Regions from separate parts of the Macaca mulatta genome. Here region 2 is linked to region 1. Evidence: chromatin contacts called from public Hi-C data. All regions are on one chromosome and are shown on one strand. Each heading gives the region's core, a stretch centred on a gene start, on an enhancer-like site or on the middle of the called end of the contact. The rest is flanking DNA. Distances are from core to core; before and after follow the strand shown.

What was found. A called contact is a pair of places that touch in the nucleus more often than the background predicts.
Region 2: a Hi-C map of fetal cortex germinal zone shows a contact between it and region 1, with 2.9 times the contacts expected there. The contact joins two enhancer-like sites. A contact is called at or near these places in 2 of 14 Hi-C or Micro-C datasets (fetal cortex germinal zone and fibroblasts).

What each region holds. Positions count from the first base shown.
Region 1 is chr9:90,898,041-90,902,347 of T2T-MMU8v2.0, forward strand. No RefSeq gene overlaps it. Among named protein-coding and RNA genes, the nearest start is that of PHYHIPL, 260 kb to the left of the region's middle. Within about 2 kb of position 1,326, at least 5 of the 40 cell types and tissues checked have an H3K27ac peak or open chromatin away from gene starts, as enhancers often do. A contact at or near this core is called in fetal cortex germinal zone, where this site is marked.
Region 2 is chr9:91,050,078-91,054,610 of T2T-MMU8v2.0, forward strand. It overlaps BICC1 (BicC family RNA binding protein 1), which reads right to left. Exons shown (of 21, transcript XM_077946728.1): 10 at 1,906-2,092; 11 at 1-80. Among named protein-coding and RNA genes, the nearest start is that of BICC1, 300 kb to the right of the region's middle. Within about 2 kb of position 1,999, at least 13 of the 40 cell types and tissues checked have an H3K27ac peak or open chromatin away from gene starts, as enhancers often do. A contact at or near this core is called in fetal cortex germinal zone, where this site is marked.

The sequences.
Region 1 (4,307 bases), core at 76-2,575:
TCAACCTATTTTTCTATCCTTGTACCAATACTCTGTATTAATGCTTAATATTTTTAAATGAAGGTTAAAATGACTATAAATTAACTTTAAATATTTTTCACATGCATCCTTTGAAATTAATCATTTATTGGTTTACAAACTCTTCAGGTGTAAAAATTTAAATGAGTAAAATGTTGTTTAAGTTGCTAAATTTAAAACTCTGAACACCCATAAGCAAATTCTAACAACACAGGGAAGAAAGACATTCAAGATGAAAATAAAACTCCATGATGATACAGAATTGCAGAGCACTCTGGAGAAAGCTAGTGAAATTGAGAAAAAGGGAGAACTTATGAAACATTTACCAGAGTTTGCTATATTAGGTGCACAGGAGATCATTGGATAAATTGTTTAGGGTATCAATGCCTGATCCCCACCCTTAAATATATACTGTTTTGGGACAAGGCCTGTTTGAGAATCAAATAGATATTCCAGATATAAATAATCAACAAGCTTAATCATTGTGAAGAGGACAAAAGAAAACAAATATGTAACACAGAGATGAGGACTGCACTGCTGTAAGATATTAAGGAATGAGCTAAATATCACAGAAATACACCTTTATTTTTAATAATTATTAAGAAGTATACAATTATATACATTTATTTAGATACAGAAAATTGATACGAAAAGATTTGACCTTCTCTTGAGAGTTATAAAAAGTTATTATATATTAATAACTGCCACCCTTTAAACATCTCCACTTGGGATCCCCCAGAAGCAGATCCTGAGACAGTGATTCAATGCAATTATTTTCAGGGGAAAACCCCTGAAACAAGGCACCCAATAAAGGAGATGTCATGTAGCTAGCTACCACTGTGATTGGCTGGACCTTAATCCTACGGAGAAGTTCTGGGAAGGGTGCAAAACACATCTCAGCGTTATCCTGAGGAGCAAGAGCACTGGGATATTTAGGCACCAACACTTGAGAGTCAGAGTTTGAGGCCTTCTGGGAAGGCAGTGTTATATCTCAGGTACTTCTGTCCTTCCAAGTCTTCAGAAATAGCCCTCAGGAAAAGAGTGCCATACATTGAAAGTTGGAAGTCCACCAGAGTACACGCAATTGATAAAGAATGAGGCACAGGCGGATTATGCCTCGATGCACTAGGGGATTTTGAGATCCATTTAATGCATTATTTATAAGCTTCACAAATACTGCAAAGAGGTTTTTTTTTTTCTTTAAAAAGAAAGAAACCAAGACACATCCAATAAATAATTATTGTGTGCCTTTTATGGCCCAGGCACTGCTCCAGACACTAGGGATAGAGTGGTGAACAAAAACAGATTATGCCCATATGGAGTTTACACTGTGGTGGAGAGAGACTGGCAGACGTGTAAGCCAATATAGCATCAGATGTAGATAAGAACTGAGAGGAAAAATAAAGCAAAATAAGGGAATCAAGAATGACAAGGGGTGCTTTTTCAGACCATTAGTTTAGGGAAGCCTGCTCTTAAAAGATGAATTTGAGAAGAGAACTGAATGCAGGGAATAAGCAAGCCCAGTGAAGACTTCAGGCTGAGGAAACAATAAGTCTATGGTCCCAAGGTGTATCCATGTTTGGTATATGTAAAGAACAACAAGGAAGCTGGTGTGGCTGGAAGAGAATGAGGAAGAAGGTAGATTAATCAGGAATAAGGCGAGAGACGTAGACCCTCATAGTCCATAGTGAGGAATTTGTAATTCATGTTAGATGTAATTGTAAGTGTGGCAGGTAACAGTGGATGAAGAAAAACAAGCTAGGAATCTAGTGTACTAATTCAGGAAAAACAAAGGTATTAAATGATTCTCCTAATAAGATAAAATTAACTGCTCAATCTGCACTTCAAACTTAAATCTGTCTTCCTTCCAAGCTGATGATCTCTGCTCTATGACATGCTGCTTCTCCCTTACAGCTTGACATTTTCATTTCTCTGGAGCTCTTTAGGAATATGAGTCATCAGTGATGTCTCTTTGCCAAATCAAAAGAGGAAAAACAAGGAAAATCCCCCCAAATTGATAAATCAAAAAGAAATTCCACTGAATTTAATAAGCTTGTGGCTGTCCTATTTTTTCAAACCCTGGGAAGTAAGAACATTTTAAACTTGCAGCACTGATTCTTCACTAGTATCTTTGACTGCCGACTTTCAGCATTATCTTGTGAGACTCCAAGACTCACTGAAATCTCAAATTGCTGCTTTTCTGCCTGCTGAGTGCTGTGAGTTGAAAAGAACCGAGTCATTTGTTTCCTCCACAAGCCTGAGGTATTTCGTGAATCCACATTTATTTCAAGGATGCTTTCTTTCCCTCGTGGGAGACTTTTAAGTCCCATAGGTCAACAGAAAGCCTTGGAATATGACGCCTTTTTCATCTTGCTAACAGCAGGGAAAGAATAGAACGAAAGAGCCTAACAGTAAGAGAACATGAGGAATAAAAGAAACAACAAGGTAATTTCATTTACCTTTTGCAGGCAAAGAAAGGAAACAAGAATAGCCCTAGCACAGAAATAATTACCTGGTTAGCATTCTGCAACCTTGCTGGATTTCTCATGCTGCAGGAATATCGACGAGTCTGACTGCTAACTTTGGTCAACCAATGACAGGTTCATGACTCCTCTCAAACAGCAGGCTGGCTTTTATAGACTTTCTGAGTCACTTCTCACCAATGCTAGCAGCCCTCCTGAAGTTCCATTCAGGTATGAGTAATAGGAAGGTGGCCATTTCTTCCTCTGTTCCGTCTTCTTTCAGAGAAACAATTATCTTCTTTTGTTGTCTAAATCAATAATAAATCTCTCCACCATTATGAGAACACTTGAAGAACACTGGTGGTTTGGTCCTGGATAATAATCCAAGGACAAATGCACAAATAAACAAGGTAAATGCATGGTTTGCCCATGGGTGTCAAAGATGAGAGAGACATCCAAGTGGAGCCATACTGCCTGAGTTCAAATCCTAGCTCCTCCACTTATAAACTATGTGGGCATAGCTCAGTTTCCAAAACTTCAGTTCTCTGATCTAAAAATGCAGATGAAAATAGTAGTATTTACCCTAGAATTGTAGTGCATTAATATAGAAAACAATTTTCGAAATCACTTTCCCCCATGATACTGCATATTCACATACAACCTGATTAATTCCCACCCTCTACCCAACACACGTCCCAGAATTCTACTGACTCTGTATCCCAGGACTGTGTGGGAGAAAGGAGTGCCACCTAATTAAGAGATCCCTGGAATCATTCATGCTGACCTAGAAGTCCGGGCTAGGCTTTCAGGATTCAGAATGGCTCTTCCTGGATGGCATCAATCCATAGCCAGAAGAAGAATGGATTAAAATTGTCCCAGGGAATTCCTAGCTGGTTAACAATAACCTTTCAATAATGATTCAACAGAATTTTAAATTATTTGTACCTCAATAATTGCATTAGATAGGGCTTTGAAGTATAAATCAAACATTTAGAACACTGCCTGGGCAGAAGAGTGCTGCATATAGAACTATTGGGTTTTTATTTATTTATTTATATTTTTAGTGTCTCAGAAATCAGTAAAACTTAATTCACTTCCATTCTTTCACCATTAACAGAAAACTGGAGAAGGCAAAAATGTTTTGTATTTACAAAGATAAATGGCCTCTTTTCCGAGGGACCAAAACCTCAAACAACAAGCGTGAAAATGAAAATGCCCTCCCCCCATCCCCTGAGCTGAGCCTTGTCATCACAGACAAAGCCTTCAGTCCGCTGGCCGGGGACCCTGCATATGAGCAAATCGAGATGACGGCAAAAAAATCAGACCCATCTGTTCCCATGATATAAAGTTGAACAGAAGCTACACCAAGGGTCTAATGTCTGTTTTCTACAGGACTCTGGTGGCTACTTATTCAAAAACATCAAGATTCACGTCAGGCAAACTTTTTAATTTTGTTTTTTTTTTGATTGTTTTGTTTTTAAATCAGTAAAAGAAACTGGGTCCTAGAAGCTGCAGTGATCTAAGCAGTGGCATTTGTGCATTCATATTTTCACTGTTGGGATTGTTGCTATTAGTCTTCCGGCATGAAGGGAGACAATGTTGAGTCTAATACTCACAACTTATATATGTTCATCTCATTGCAACAATAGAATACAAACAAATAACTATTTTGTAATGTTAATACTGAAAAATAACTCCTCTATCTATAAAATAAGAGCAAAAGATGACTATGTAAATTGTCACAGTTGAACTAGTTGTGTAGTGTGAAGAATTGAAAAGTAATTGGAGTTTGTAAGATAATTTGTAAAAGTTTACATCTTAACTGAA
Region 2 (4,533 bases), core at 749-3,248, 150 kb after region 1:
GACTGAGCTATTAAGAGCATTCAAGAGTGAGTTTGGGGTTGTTGAAGTGTTCAGAGATAAGGTGGTGGGTCCCAAAAGACCTGTAATAAATGAATATATAAAGTCAATTCACATAAATTTAAGATTTTAAAATAGACATGGCATGAATATTGCCATTAGTAATGCACAATGATATAATCTGATATTTTCTAAATACAAAATATGGATGACAGATTTTCTTTCAAATATTCACATGAATTTTGCATCATAGAGCTCCAAGAGAGGAAGCAGCTTATCCACAAACAGTTGCTATCAGAAAATGGAAGATAGATGTGCCCAGACCAGGATGGCAGTTAGGGTCACTGAACATTACCAGGTGCTTTGCATTCATGTCAGCTACCCAGGATGAACAAAATTCTGCTCAAGTGGAGGCTCATTTTCATTCTTCTGCATAACTCATTTGTCATCCGCTTACAAACCCTTTTCAAACTACTCACATGTAGCAGCAACTAGGGAATGCTTTCCTGTGGTAGGATAGATTTCCTATTTGTCCCCGTTACAGATAGGGTAGGCTATCAGAACAGTTCCTAAATGTATCTCAAAACATATACATGAATTCTCTGGGCCCCATCTCAATGATGAAAATTTTCTCAGAAAAAAATGCTGGTTTTTTTGTTGTTGTAAGGAGTCAATGCTTGATTTAAATAATGAAATTTTCCTTTAGGCATTTAAAATATGTTCTGGAATGAAATGTGGATTTGTATACAAGTTTCCAGGAATACATATAAAGCATAAAGTATAACAGGATAGGTATAATAATGAAAACATTTTAAAAACTCTGTCACTGAATCTTTGCTCACTTGTTTTCTCTCTAGTGCAAGATGAACTCGGTTCCTGCTAAGTTACCTAATTGGCATTTCCTGACTCACAGTCATTGCTATGTTATTATGTCTGTTCAGGTCCCAGTGGAAGGAACAACTTTGGTAGATTAGGGGCCAAGATAAAAAAAAAACAAAACTTTCTTTAATGATGTCTAGGCAGGGCTACTTGGAAAATCAATCATATAAGAGTATTAAATTTCTTAAAAGTTAAAAGCAAGAATAGCTATTAGAAAAAAAAAATGTTAAAGACAGCTGAGAGTATTCTTTTTTGTCTCAAATCAACACTGAATGCCCCAGGGTGATTTGCTAGGAGTACTGATTAAGGAAAACAAATGCAACTGAGAAATGTGCAAGAAAGAAGGGAATCTAGCAAAACTGTAATACAGCAACTAACTTCAGCCTATAAAATAGCAGTCCATAGATGAGGACGTAAATATCACCATGACTATTAAGCAGCTCATTCTGCTTTCTTAACTAAAGCTCTGAGATGATGATGTTTGTTCATTCTTCTATTTTCTATTCCTCACGTTAGACAGAAATACAGGTCTGACCTCAGACTAGATTTCCTTTGTGTCTGGGTAAGGCAGGTCTAACCACTGGAGATACAGGTTCTGCTTATTTTCACCCCCCTCCCCACCCCTCATACAGATTTGCAATTACTTTTTAAAAAGCAAACTGGATAATCTTTATCTCTAGGGACGGACGGCAATATTGCAAATGCAAGAGAGAACAAACATAAATTACAGTCAGCATGCTTACTTCAATCTCAATGGCATTCTTAATTTAGAACCATCACAGCCACTGAAAATAAAATAGTCAGACCTTGATTATTTATGCAAACATGAGAAGAATCTGGGTAATAAATCCACAGAGACTAAGAAACCCCAAAATAGATTGATTCAGGCTGTATGGCTTTTCACCTGATCTTTGAGTCCGAAGGAAAAAAAAAATAGCCTTTAAATGTAGACCCAAATGGTAGAAAGAAAGGGAACCAGATAAGCATTTCCCCAGTGACTGAGACGTGCTGTAATAATAAATTGTATACCTAGTCCAGTGAGTCCAAGGCCTGCTGAAGCTAAGATATCCAGGCTGGGACATGCCAGGCCGGCAGGGCAGGATGCTGGGGATGGACTGGTTGCTATGGTAACCCCACTGCTTTCAAGTCCGAGGAGACATTTCCTTGCTTCATACATATTTAAGGCATTTCGCTCAACACTTTTCACAATCACAGACTATGGAAACACATAATGGGGGGAAAAAAAGTGACATGCAAGTAGTCTACAATGAATGGGGGAGGGGAGGGAGGTGGAAAATGAATACGCTAATAAGAATTCCACTCAGGGGACATATCAATGCTGCTTTTAAATCATCTGCAAATCCTAACCACTTAGTGCTTAAGTTTAATCCTTCTGTTAAAACCCTAAATTATTAGTTACCATTTATTGGGCATGTTCTGGGTTCCAGGAGCTGACAGTAGCTGCATATATGTTCCCATTCTCAGCAAAACCTCATAGAATGGGAATCATTATTCATATTCAGTGAAGTTAAGGGACTTAGCCAAGGTCATGTCATCGCTGTGAAGGGGCAGCAAGAGGATGGGAACTTGGGTTCCCTTTTTATAGCCTCTCATCTTTACACTAAGGCTTTCCCCTTGCATCTTGTCGTTACATACCAAATCAAACTTGTGACCACATATAAACTGCATAATCATCATCACTTATGTTTGACATTTACGGTTTACTAGTTAGCTAATAGACCTTGAAGTATGACTATTCCTCATTGGTGACATATCTATGGCAAAGCTTATGGTAAAATTTCTAAATAATAAATCATTTTTCTTCCTCAATGGACTCATCTAGAAAATCTGAAATGTGAACTCAAAGGGGAAAGCCCTCAATGGACCAAAAAACAAAACAAAAATCGTGGCTGAGAAAGTAGTTAAAGCAGAGTTAGAATGGGGGCCATTTGGGCATCATTAAAAGGCCCTGGGATGCTGCAAGGCTTTGGAGTTCTCATTTACAATCTATTTTTCTCTGACTTCTGCTAATTTCTTACTGAACTCCTGGAATTCTTCTGCCTGTCCATCTTAACATGCACAAGCTCTGTAATGTCTCTCCTATCTTTATCTTTTAGTCCTGGGATCTACAGTGACTCTGGTCAACTCAAATTAGTCACACATGAAGCTTCACGATACATACAATTAACGTCCTGTTCCCTAACTTTAAACTCACTATATCAAGTTCACTTAGAATCAACGCTATCTTTTCCTTTAAAGTTTTCTTTTGGAGAAGGCAAGATCATTTTTCTTCAGTTGGACAGCGATTACCACATTATTTACACATGCCAAATTATATAAAGTACTTATTATATATACACCATTCTATACATATAAGATTTATAGTTTCAGAATTTTAGTGTTATTTTCTTGTTTCTGATTTTTGTTAAATAAAGAGAACATTTCCCTTGTTTACTTTATTCCATTTTCCTTTCTACTGCCCCAAAGGCAACTCATCATGATTTTTGTGTGCATCCTTCTAGACAATGCTTTGTACTTAAAACTGTATAGACATACACATACACAAAAATGCTGCCATTGAGTACATACTATGATACAACATACAACATACTTTTTTTACTCAACACCATTCTCGTGTTGACTCCTGTTTTCAGAGAGTATAATCAGAAGTAGAACTGCTGCAGGTAGGGGAATCAATATTTTAGAATAATGAGATGATCAGAAATTGCTCTTCAAAGTGGCTGTGCTAGTTTAAACAACAATTCTAATGTAGAAATATTCATCCTTCCTCATTTTTACTAGCACTTAATAAAAGATTTATTCTGGGCTGGGCACAGTGACTCACACCTGTAATCCCAGCACTTTGGGAGGCCATGGTGGCTGGATTGCTTGAGCTCAAGAGTTCAAGACCAGCCTGGGAAACATGGCCAAACCCCATTTCTACAAAAAATACAAAACTAGCCGGGTGTGGTGGCACATGCCTGTAGTCCCAGCTACTTGGGAGGCTGAGGTGGGAGAACCACCTGAGCCCAGGAAGTCGAGGCTGCAGTAAGCCATGATTGTACCACTGTACTCTAGCCTGGGCAAAGAAGTGAGACCCTGTCTCAAAAAAAAAAAAAAAATATATTATTCCATTAAATTTTTACTCTACATGTAGTTACTGAAATTTTACAACACTCTGAGGAGAGGTTCCAAGAATGCTGAACTTGAGACAGTTCAGTCCTTAAAGTATTTACAAAAAAGCACAGGCACCTCTTCTTTAAGTCTCCAGGTTGAGCAGGAGACGGCATATAGTAAGTAGTCTAAACAATTTCTGAATTACACTGGGTATGTACACAAACACACACACACACATACACACACAACATGTAAGTAGCCTTATCAACTCTCGGGTAACTTAGTAAAGCCTCAAGTTACCAGATTCCAAATTAAGAACAAATGTTCTTTCCTTCTCATTTAAATATGGAAAAATAATGGTTACTCTAAATGGACTCCAAAAACCAACATATATATAAAGAAAATGATGATCTATAATGAATACTGTCACAAATTTATATTAGATAACTAAATATATAATGACATATATAAGTTGAGTATCCCTTATCTGAAATGCTTGGGACCAGAAGTGTTTTAGATTTGGGGTTTTGGGGGATTTAG